Regions from separate parts of the Zea mays genome. Here region 2 is linked to region 1. Evidence: chromatin contacts called from public Hi-C data. All regions are on one chromosome and are shown on one strand. The core of a region is the stretch at or near the end of the contact, and the rest is flanking DNA. Distances in the headings are between cores, read along the strand shown.

Evidence for each region. A called contact is a pair of places that touch in the nucleus more often than the background predicts.
Region 2: a contact with region 1 is called in a Hi-C map of endosperm, with 1.8 times the contacts expected there. The contact joins the promoter of LOC100273797 here to the promoter of LOC103630640 in region 1. A contact is called at or near these places in 2 of 25 Hi-C or Micro-C datasets (endosperm and leaf).

The regions. Positions count from the first base shown.
Region 1 is chr6:171,695,919-171,700,389 of Zm-B73-REFERENCE-NAM-5.0, forward strand. It overlaps LOC103630640 (receptor-like protein kinase HSL1), which reads left to right and starts at 1,856. Exons shown (of 2, transcript XM_008651688.3): 1 at 1,856-4,471. The coding sequence starts at 2,253.
Region 2 is chr6:172,118,037-172,122,507 of Zm-B73-REFERENCE-NAM-5.0, forward strand. It overlaps LOC100273797 (putative transcriptional regulatory protein), which reads right to left and starts at 2,425. Exons shown (of 7, transcript NM_001359621.1): 1 at 2,240-2,425; 2 at 2,027-2,142; 3 at 25-86. The coding sequence starts at 2,336. It overlaps LOC541780 (heat-shock protein 101), which reads left to right and starts at 2,965. Exons shown (of 6, transcript NM_001111465.2): 1 at 2,965-4,447. The coding sequence starts at 3,110.

The DNA.
Region 1 (4,471 bases), core at 606-3,105:
GTAAACAATGCTAACAGCTCATGTTCATATTCTAGAATGGCAAGCAAATGGTACACGAGGGAGTATTGACAGTTCTAGCGTCAGTAGCATATTCATCACAGGTGTTATTCACTTGGGAGTTTTATGCATATTGAATCTCTGTCATTGTGCATCATAGCCTCATGGGGTTGTCGTATTGTTGTAGCGCTTTCTAACTTACTCATAATAACAACTTTATATATCATTTACATTGTTTTTTTGTTGTCTAGCTGATTATAAGTTTGTAGCAAAATTTTTTTTGTTTGTCCATTTACGTGGGGCAGCAGGCTGCTGCGCTCTTGGGAGAGCAGCCCGTCTACCACGCCGTACAGCGTACCATTGGCTGCGGGGCTGCCATGCCCCCAGTGTCGCTGCCCGGCAAGGAGGCTGGGTATTTGGAGAGTATCGGCGAAGCATCATGGCTCCCGACGAAGCAGAGGCTGCGACCAGCGCGCTGGACGTTGCTGGGGCCGCCTGATGCTGGCGGCGGCTGCTGCCTGGGGGCAGCGGCAGAGCTCATGATCGTCGAGACCTTTGATAACATATTGGTAAGAGACACGTTCCCTATACTGACGATATGTTTCCGTTGCAACGCACGAGCACCCACCTAGTAGTAGATATAAAAAGCAAAAGAACGAGGAACGTTTGAATTGGCATGGCACTGAAAAAACGCACCGTCGTTCACAAGTGCTGCACCGAAGACAGTGACATGTTTGAACGACCGAACCTTTTTTTTTGTTTTTGCCCCCCACTCAAACGTTTGAATGATAGTGTATGATCGGAGACAACAGGCAATTCTAATCTCAAGTTCAGTTGATCGGTGGATAACATGACAGACACCCACCGAGACGATTGGTTGGTGGCGTGCTAAACTGCTAAGCAGTGGGCGCTGGTGCGACTTACTGTTCCCTCGGGCCTCGGGGCTCGGGCAGCTAGTAGTAGTGCAGGTGCAGCTTTGAGAAGACAAGGCGGCCCACGCACGGCGCTCTCCAGTCTCTCTTTGCCATGGTCAGCAAAGGCGAGCTGGCCACAGAGACTTTTACTTTTCTCCGCACCAGCTCACCCCACCTCTGCGATATGTGGAGGCAGGCAGCTGTTTAGTTGGCAGTCCCAGTCCGTCACAGCGTGAGATCAGTCAATGGGCTAGATTAATTAATCCAATGGTTTTATTTATTTGCTAAACTTTCTAGAAGCAGCCGCGACTTGGCGTGGAATACTGTTTCGTCGCCGCGTTTTCCATGTCTCGCTGTCCTACGCTTCCGCTACTCCAGAAGACGTTTTGTGTTCCGTCTTTCCTCAATCTTCAAGTAGTAAGTGCGAGCCGTAGCGCATGTTCGCTTCCCGGCGTGCCCATCCAGATCCAGGCCGCGCACACGTGTGCGTGGAGTATCCTTCTGCTCACGACTTGAGTACTGACCGGTGGGACCGCTCACAGTCAAAGCGTGAAGCATTCCTTTTCCGTTCGGCCGGTGGGACCGATCAGGTAGGTGGTGTCGCTGACATGGCTGGCCTGCCTACTTACTTATTAGTTATTACCAGGCGGCTGTTTGTGCCGCGGCTAGTAGCTGCCTCCCTCCTCCCTCGCTCTGTCCGCTGATCGCTGCATAGGAATAATAAATAGTTTGGTCGTGTTTCGTCCAGACTAGAAAAGAGAAAGAAAGAAAAACAGATCATGTACTGCGCTTACTGTCTTCGAGATGGCCACAAAATCAACGGAGATTATGTAACGATAAAATACTCGGTCCTTGCCACTAATTAAGCCACGTACGTAGCTGCACGTTTCGCCCGCAGTTTAGCAGTCACATCAAACAACTCCAACTCAAACATATACTCTCTTCTATTTTTTTTTCCTCGAATACGTAAATAGTTTACGCCAGCATAACCACGATACAAATATTTGAGCACATAAACAGCATGCTTCTGATCAATGCTCTATAGATAGGCTACAAGAATTAGCTCTACAGATAGCATAACAAACATATTCCTTTCAAACTGAGCCAAAATTTTGACCTGTCTAAAACAACGTGCAACCGCCACTAGCCAATGACACCAGCGACTCTTGAGTCTCTGAAGCTTCCAAGCAACCATCACCCAGCAGAAAACGAGCCAATAATTAACGGGACAATGCAAAAGGCTGGGCGTCACCGTCCCAAGTCACGTTCCCACTGACCAGTACATATAAGTGTGTCCCCGCGCACGCTCCAGGGTTCACAGTTCACACCACGCGGTCCGCGATGGCAGGCCACCACCGCGCCCGCCGAGTAAACGGCACGCGCGCGCCCCCGCGCCGGCCGTCGGCGGAAAAAATCACGCGGAGCCGGAGCCACCCCGAAAAGCCACGCACGTCGCCAACAACCGTTCTACGCGTCCAGCCCCTGCTGTGCGCCTGCGTCTGGCTCGCCCTGCTGCTGGCGTGCCTCCCGCGCCAGGCCGCGGCGCAGGACGCCGAGGCGCGGCTGCTGCTGCAGATCAAGAGCGCGTGGGGCGACCCGGCGCCGCTCGCGTCGTGGAGCAACGCGACCGCGGCGGCGCCGCTCGCGCAGTGCAGCTGGGCCTACGTGCTCTGCGACGGGGCCGGGCGGGTCAGCTCGCTCAACCTCACCAACGTCACGCTGGCCGGCCGCACCATCCCCGACGCCATCGGCGGGCTCACGGCCCTCACGGTGCTCGACCTGTCCAACACCAGCGTCGGCGGCGGCTTCCCTGCGTCCCTCTACAACTGCGCCGCCATCGCGCGCCTCGACCTCTCCCACAACCAGCTCGCCGGGGACCTCCCGGCCGACATCGACCGGCTCGGCGCCAACCTGACCTACCTCGCCCTGGACCACAACAACTTCACCGGCGCGATACCGGCGGCGGTGTCCAGGCTCACCAACCTCACGTACCTCGCTCTCGGCGGAAGCCAGCTCACCGGCACCATCCCGCCGGAGCTCGGCCAGCTGGTTAACCTTCGGACGCTCAAGCTCGAGAGGACTCCCTTCAGTGCCGGCACGCTGCCGGAGTCGTTCAAGAACTTGACCAAGCTAACGACCGTCTGGCTGGCCAAGTGCAACCTCACCGGCGAGATCCCGAGCTATGTCGCGGAGCTGGCGGAGATGGAGTGGCTCGACCTGTCCATGAATGGACTCACCGGAAACATACCGTCCGGGATATGGAACCTCCAGAAGCTGACGAATCTGTACCTGTACACCAACAACCTCTCCGGCGACATCGTCATCAACAACGGGACGATAGGAGCGGCAGGTTTGGTAGAGGTTGACCTGTCCGAGAACATGCTGACTGGGACCATCCCAGGAAGCTTCGGAAGCTTGACGAAGCTAAGGCTCCTCATTTTGCACGACAACAATCTCGTCGGCGAGATACCGGCAAGCATAGCCCAGCTACCGTCCTTGGTATACTTGTGGCTGTGGAGCAACAGCCTCAGCGGAGAGCTCCCGCCGGGGCTCGGAAAGGAGACGCCGGTGCTGAGAGATATCCAGATCGACGACAACAACTTTTCCGGGCCAATACCGGCGGGGATCTGTGAGCACAACCAGCTGTGGGTGCTCACCGCCCCCGGTAACCGCTTGAACGGCTCAATACCGACCGGTCTTGCCAACTGCTCGAGTCTCATATGGTTGTTCCTCGGAGGTAACCAGCTGTCCGGCGAGGTGCCGGCCGCTCTATGGACGGTGCCGAAGCTTCTGACCGTGTCGTTGGAGAACAATGGACGGTTGGGCGGGAGCCTGCCGGAGAAGCTGTACTGGAACCTGTCGAGGCTTAGCATCGACAACAACCAGTTCACCGGACCGATTCCTGCATCGGCTACTAATCTCAAGCGGTTCCACGCCAGCAACAACTTGTTCTCCGGCGACATACCACCGGGGTTCACCGCTGCGATGCCCCTTCTGCAGGAGCTGGACCTGTCGGCGAACCAGCTGTCTGGGGCAATCCCACAGAGCATTGCGTCGCTCAGTGGCATGTCGCAGATGAACTTAAGCCATAACCAGCTCACCGGCGGCATACCGGCGGGGTTAGGCTCGATGCCGGAGCTCACCCTGCTGGACCTTTCGTCAAACCAGCTTTCCGGCGCCATACCGCCGGCGCTGGGAACGCTGAGGGTCAACCAGCTTAATCTGTCCTCCAACCAGCTCACCGGCGAGGTTCCCGATGCGCTCGCCCGTACCTACGACCAAAGCTTCATGGGCAATCCAGGCCTCTGCACCGCCCCGCCGGTGTCGGGCATGCGCTCGTGCGCGGCCCCGTCAACCGACCATGTCTCGCCGCGTCTCCGTGCGGGCCTCCTCGCCGCGGGCGCCGCGCTCGTCGTCCTCATCGCGGCGCTCGCCGTCTTCGTCGTCCGCGACATCAGGAGGCGGAAGCGGCGGCTCGCGCTGGCTGAGGAGCCCTGGAAGCTCACCGCTTTCCAGCCCGTGGACTTCGGCGAGGCCTCCGTGCTGCGCGGGCTCGCCGA
Region 2 (4,471 bases), core at 1,175-3,674, 420 kb after region 1:
TTCACAGTGTCCAGCAACACCTACGCCGCAACAATTTCTTTTCCAATTTTGCTGTTGCGCTTCATCTTCTTCAAGTTCTGGGCATCCTGAATTAAAGAAACAACTGGTGTAAGGAACTGAGAGCAACTCCAACAGCATAGCTATAATTCCTAGCTAATTTTAGAGTTTTGGAGATGGCTTTATAAAATATAGAACTTCCTGAAGGGTGGGTAACCAACAGACTCTAAATTTAGACTCAGTGGTAGGTTGGCAATTGATCCTGCAACGAACCAACCCCTGGAAGCTGATCCCTACAATGAACCCAACTTTCTGAACACGATCCACTGCTAATTCAATGTTTCGATATAACATCCTGTTTCGGCTGAAGTTTTTTTTTTAAAAAAAAATCTGCAACTCCTACAGAAAAGCATCGGCATAACATCCTTTTCCCAGAAATTGCAGACATCTGCATTGACTGATACAAGGTTCTCATTTTGGTCTAGTTGTTCAGTAACAGCTTTGGCAGCATATGCATGAATTAGATCAACTACATTTTGAAATCCAAAGGATTGCCTCCCTGCAACAATAAGAAAACAAAGAAGGAAAAAAGTTCAGAGCAAGGTTCAGTTCAATCTTTCCAACTTTAGAAATGAGATGGCAGTGAGGAATAAGAGCATATAAGTGTATTGGGCCACATATGCACTTCAATCATGCAAGCAGAGAGATTTGTCTGGCAAAAATCCACTTCAATCTGCACATAAGTGTTCTGGTCCACATATGCCTTCCGGTTCCAAAATCTGCTTTGGTTCAAAAAACTGTCTAGTCTTGAAAAAGTACCAAAAAAATATGAGCAATTGCCACCAGCATCTCACCTGTGTAGGATTCATCCCTGTTTATTCGATTGGCATGGGACAGATTTGCTGACATTAGGCCTTCGAAGCTTGTAGGAGGAAGCAAACGCCGGTGCATCAATCCTACAGTGGATTGGTCCAAATCTCCACCCGTACGATGCGCCTCCGGATCTATCCTTCCTGGCGAACACTGAGAAAGAGGAGCATTCCACAATCCAGTTTCTTCACTTGTTCAACGAATGGGGCCGTACAGGTTTGTACATGGCGACGGATGAATGTGGAGGCACGGGCTGGTCGCGGTGGCGAGGGTGCAATGTCGCGGTCGCGGGAGCTGGAATTTGCCGTGACGGCGGGAGGGCAGTTGGGCGCGATAAAAGGAAATGGCGAGCCGTACGCCCTCGGCAAAGATGCCTAGCGAGGGGAGTAGATGACGAGCCGGATGGAGAAGAGAGGTAGAAAGCTAGCCTGTTGGATGCGTTTTTAACCAGGCTTTTCTTTTTTTTACTGATTTTGTTCAATTTAGTAAGGCTGTTGGAGTTGCTCTGAGGATACATATTGAGACGTTAAAGCTAACTACATTTTATAAACAAGAAACTAAAGCTACTTTCTGTTTTCAGTTTTTCCATTCTCAATTACGCTAATGGACCGAGCTTATTCGCTTGGTTTTAATCCGTACCGGCTTCTACTGTTTCTACAATGTTTTTGTCTCTATAGATTACAGCTGCAGCAGTCTAAACAGTCGGCTTTAATCCGAAGCGAACAACTACTTAGCAGCAAAAGCTAGCTCAGATCCTCAAGAGAACCGAAAATTCGAAACACAATGATATTTGTTGTTGCATCCATTTCTATTATTCCAAATGGAGGCTTTGCCGGGGATATATCCACTGTAATCACACATTTGGTGCAAGCATGCAATCAAATCATCCAGGAATCCAATCTAGATCTAACGGTTTCATATGAAATGGGATTAAATATAAAAATAAGTACAATGTTGCTGGTTTCACGCGGAAGGAGTTAAATGTAAACTAGCAGTTACTATTGGATTTTCATTGGGAATTTGATTGCTTGATTGCACGCATGCACAACATGATTGATTGCACGGGATATTTCCACGGCTTTGCCAACCAGAATATGCACAGCCAGCCGTCCCGAACTTCGTTAATGTGACATTGTGCATCATGGCAAGAGAACATCACCTTCCTTCCAGCGATTTTGCAGGAGCGTCTTCCCATGCAGAGCGGCTGGAACGACGAAATCCGCCGCCTCGCCGCATGCCTCCGGAACAGTCCGGCGCTTCCAATAGGCCCGTCCCCTTACGGCACCAGAAAACCGTCAAAACACGAAACATTGCAACAGTCCAATAGGACTAGATCGGTGCGGAGGAGAGCACGCGAGCACGAGCGGGTTACCGCGGAGGAGCGAGGCTCCCCGGAGAGCGGGAGCGGAGGAAGACAGAGACGAGGCCCTGTGGAGGAGCGCCCCCAGAGCACGCGTGGCGGACGCCATGGTGCCCTGGTGGGCCGGTGGCCGTCGAGCGCGGCGGATGCTCGACGAATTGCTGCGCCCGAGTGGTGGGCTGCTTTGGGCAGGCGGCCGCGGTGGTGAGGTGAGGAGCCTGGGTGTGCACCCGGGCTGCCGGGCAGGATGTGATGTGATAACGATGCGAGGGAAACGGCTCAGATTTGACGCTCGTACTGAGCGCAGTCTGAACCGTTCGATTCACCGTGCGCTACCAGTCTGGAGCATTGACACCTCATCGTTGCATGACTACTCCAGTTCAGAGCTGTCACGTGCTAGAATCTAGATGCCACAAATCTGGTTTCGTGGATGGCTCGTGGGCCCATGGCACAGACGGCTTACAGAGATCCCTACCCCACATTCCAGAGACTACTGGAACGCCACCATGGCCGACACCGAACAGCCGCGCCATGTTTCACACATCGGGAGCACTTCGTCAACAATCCAACGGTCCATGATTATTACGGCCCACATGTCATAGAACCCTCTGGCGCCCTCTCGCCGCTTCGTCACCTGTCCCGTCGCTTGTTTCCTCTCGTTTCCACGGCCTTCTAGACTCCCGGCGAACACTCCACTCCGCCTTCTTATGCGCATCCCCTCCGCTTCCGAAGCACACAGTTCAACCAGAAAAACTAGCCGAAGCAAACCCATTCCACAAGCACCTGGTGGGATCATCTCATCATCAGAAACAAAGAGAGAGATTCCGTGCCCACTTGTTGTAGTAGATTGTGAGGATTGAGGAGTAGCAAAGAGAAGCAGCCATGAATCCGGACAACTTCACCCACAAGACGAACGAGGCGATCGTGGGGGCGCACGAGATTGCGGTGGAGGCCGGCCACGCGCAGCTCACGCCGCTGCACCTGGCCGCAGTGCTGGCTGCGGACAAGGGCGGCATCCTGCGGCAGGCCATCACGGGGGCGTCGGGGGGCGACGGAGCGGCCGGGGACTCGTTCGAGCGCGTGCTGAACAACTCGCTCAAGAAGCTGCCGTCGCAGTCCCCGCCGCCGGACTCCGTCCCGGCGTCCACGGCACTGATCAAGGTCATCCGCCGGGCGCAGTCCGCGCAGAAAAAACGCGGGGACTCTCACCTCGCCGTCGACCAGCTGCTGCTCGGCCTGCTCGAGGACTCGCAGATCTCCGACTGCCTCAAGGAGGCCGGCGTGTCCGCGGCGCGGGTGCGCGCCGAGCTTGAGAAGCTCCGCGGCGGGGAGGGGCGCCGCGTGGAGTCCGCGTCGGGGGACACTAACTTCCAGGCGCTCAAGACATACGGCCGGGACCTCGTCGAGCAGGCCGGGAAGCTTGATCCCGTCATCGGCCGCGACGAGGAGATCCGCCGCGTGGTGCGCATCCTCTCGCGCCGCACTAAGAACAACCCCGTCCTCATCGGCGAGCCCGGCGTTGGCAAGACGGCCGTCGTGGAGGGCCTCGCGCAGCGCATCGTTCGCGGCGACGTGCCCAGTAACCTCCTCGACGTCCGCCTCATCGCGCTCGACATGGGCGCGCTTGTCGCGGGCGCCAAGTACCGCGGCGAGTTCGAGGAGCGGCTCAAGGCCGTGCTCAAGGAGGTGGAAGAGGCCGAGGGGAAGGTCATTCTCTTCATCGACGAGATACACCTCGTCCTGGGCGCGGGCAGGACGGAGGGTTCCATGGACGCGGCCAACCTGTTCAAGCCAATGCTGGCGAGGGGACAGCTCAGGTGCATCGGCGCCACCACGCTGGAGGAGTACCGCAAGTACGTGGAGAAGGACGCAGCGTTCGAGCGGCGGTTCCAGCAGGTGTTCGTCGCGGAGCCGAGCGTGCCCGATACCGTCAGCATTCTGAGGGGACTCAAGGAGAAGTACGAGGGGCACCATGGCGTGAGGATCCAGGACCGCGCCCTCGTGGTCGCGGCACAGCTCTCCGCGAGGTACATCATGGGTCGGCACCTGCCTGACAAAGCCATAGACCTGGTGGACGAGGCCTGCGCCAATGTGAGGGTGCAGCTCGACAGCCAGCCGGAGGAGATTGATAACCTGGAGAGGAAGAGAATCCAGCTTGAGGTCGAGCTCCACGCGCTCGAGAAGGAGAAGGACAAGGCCAGTAAAGCCCGGCTGATTGAGGTGCGTGTCTCGAGCACTGAATTT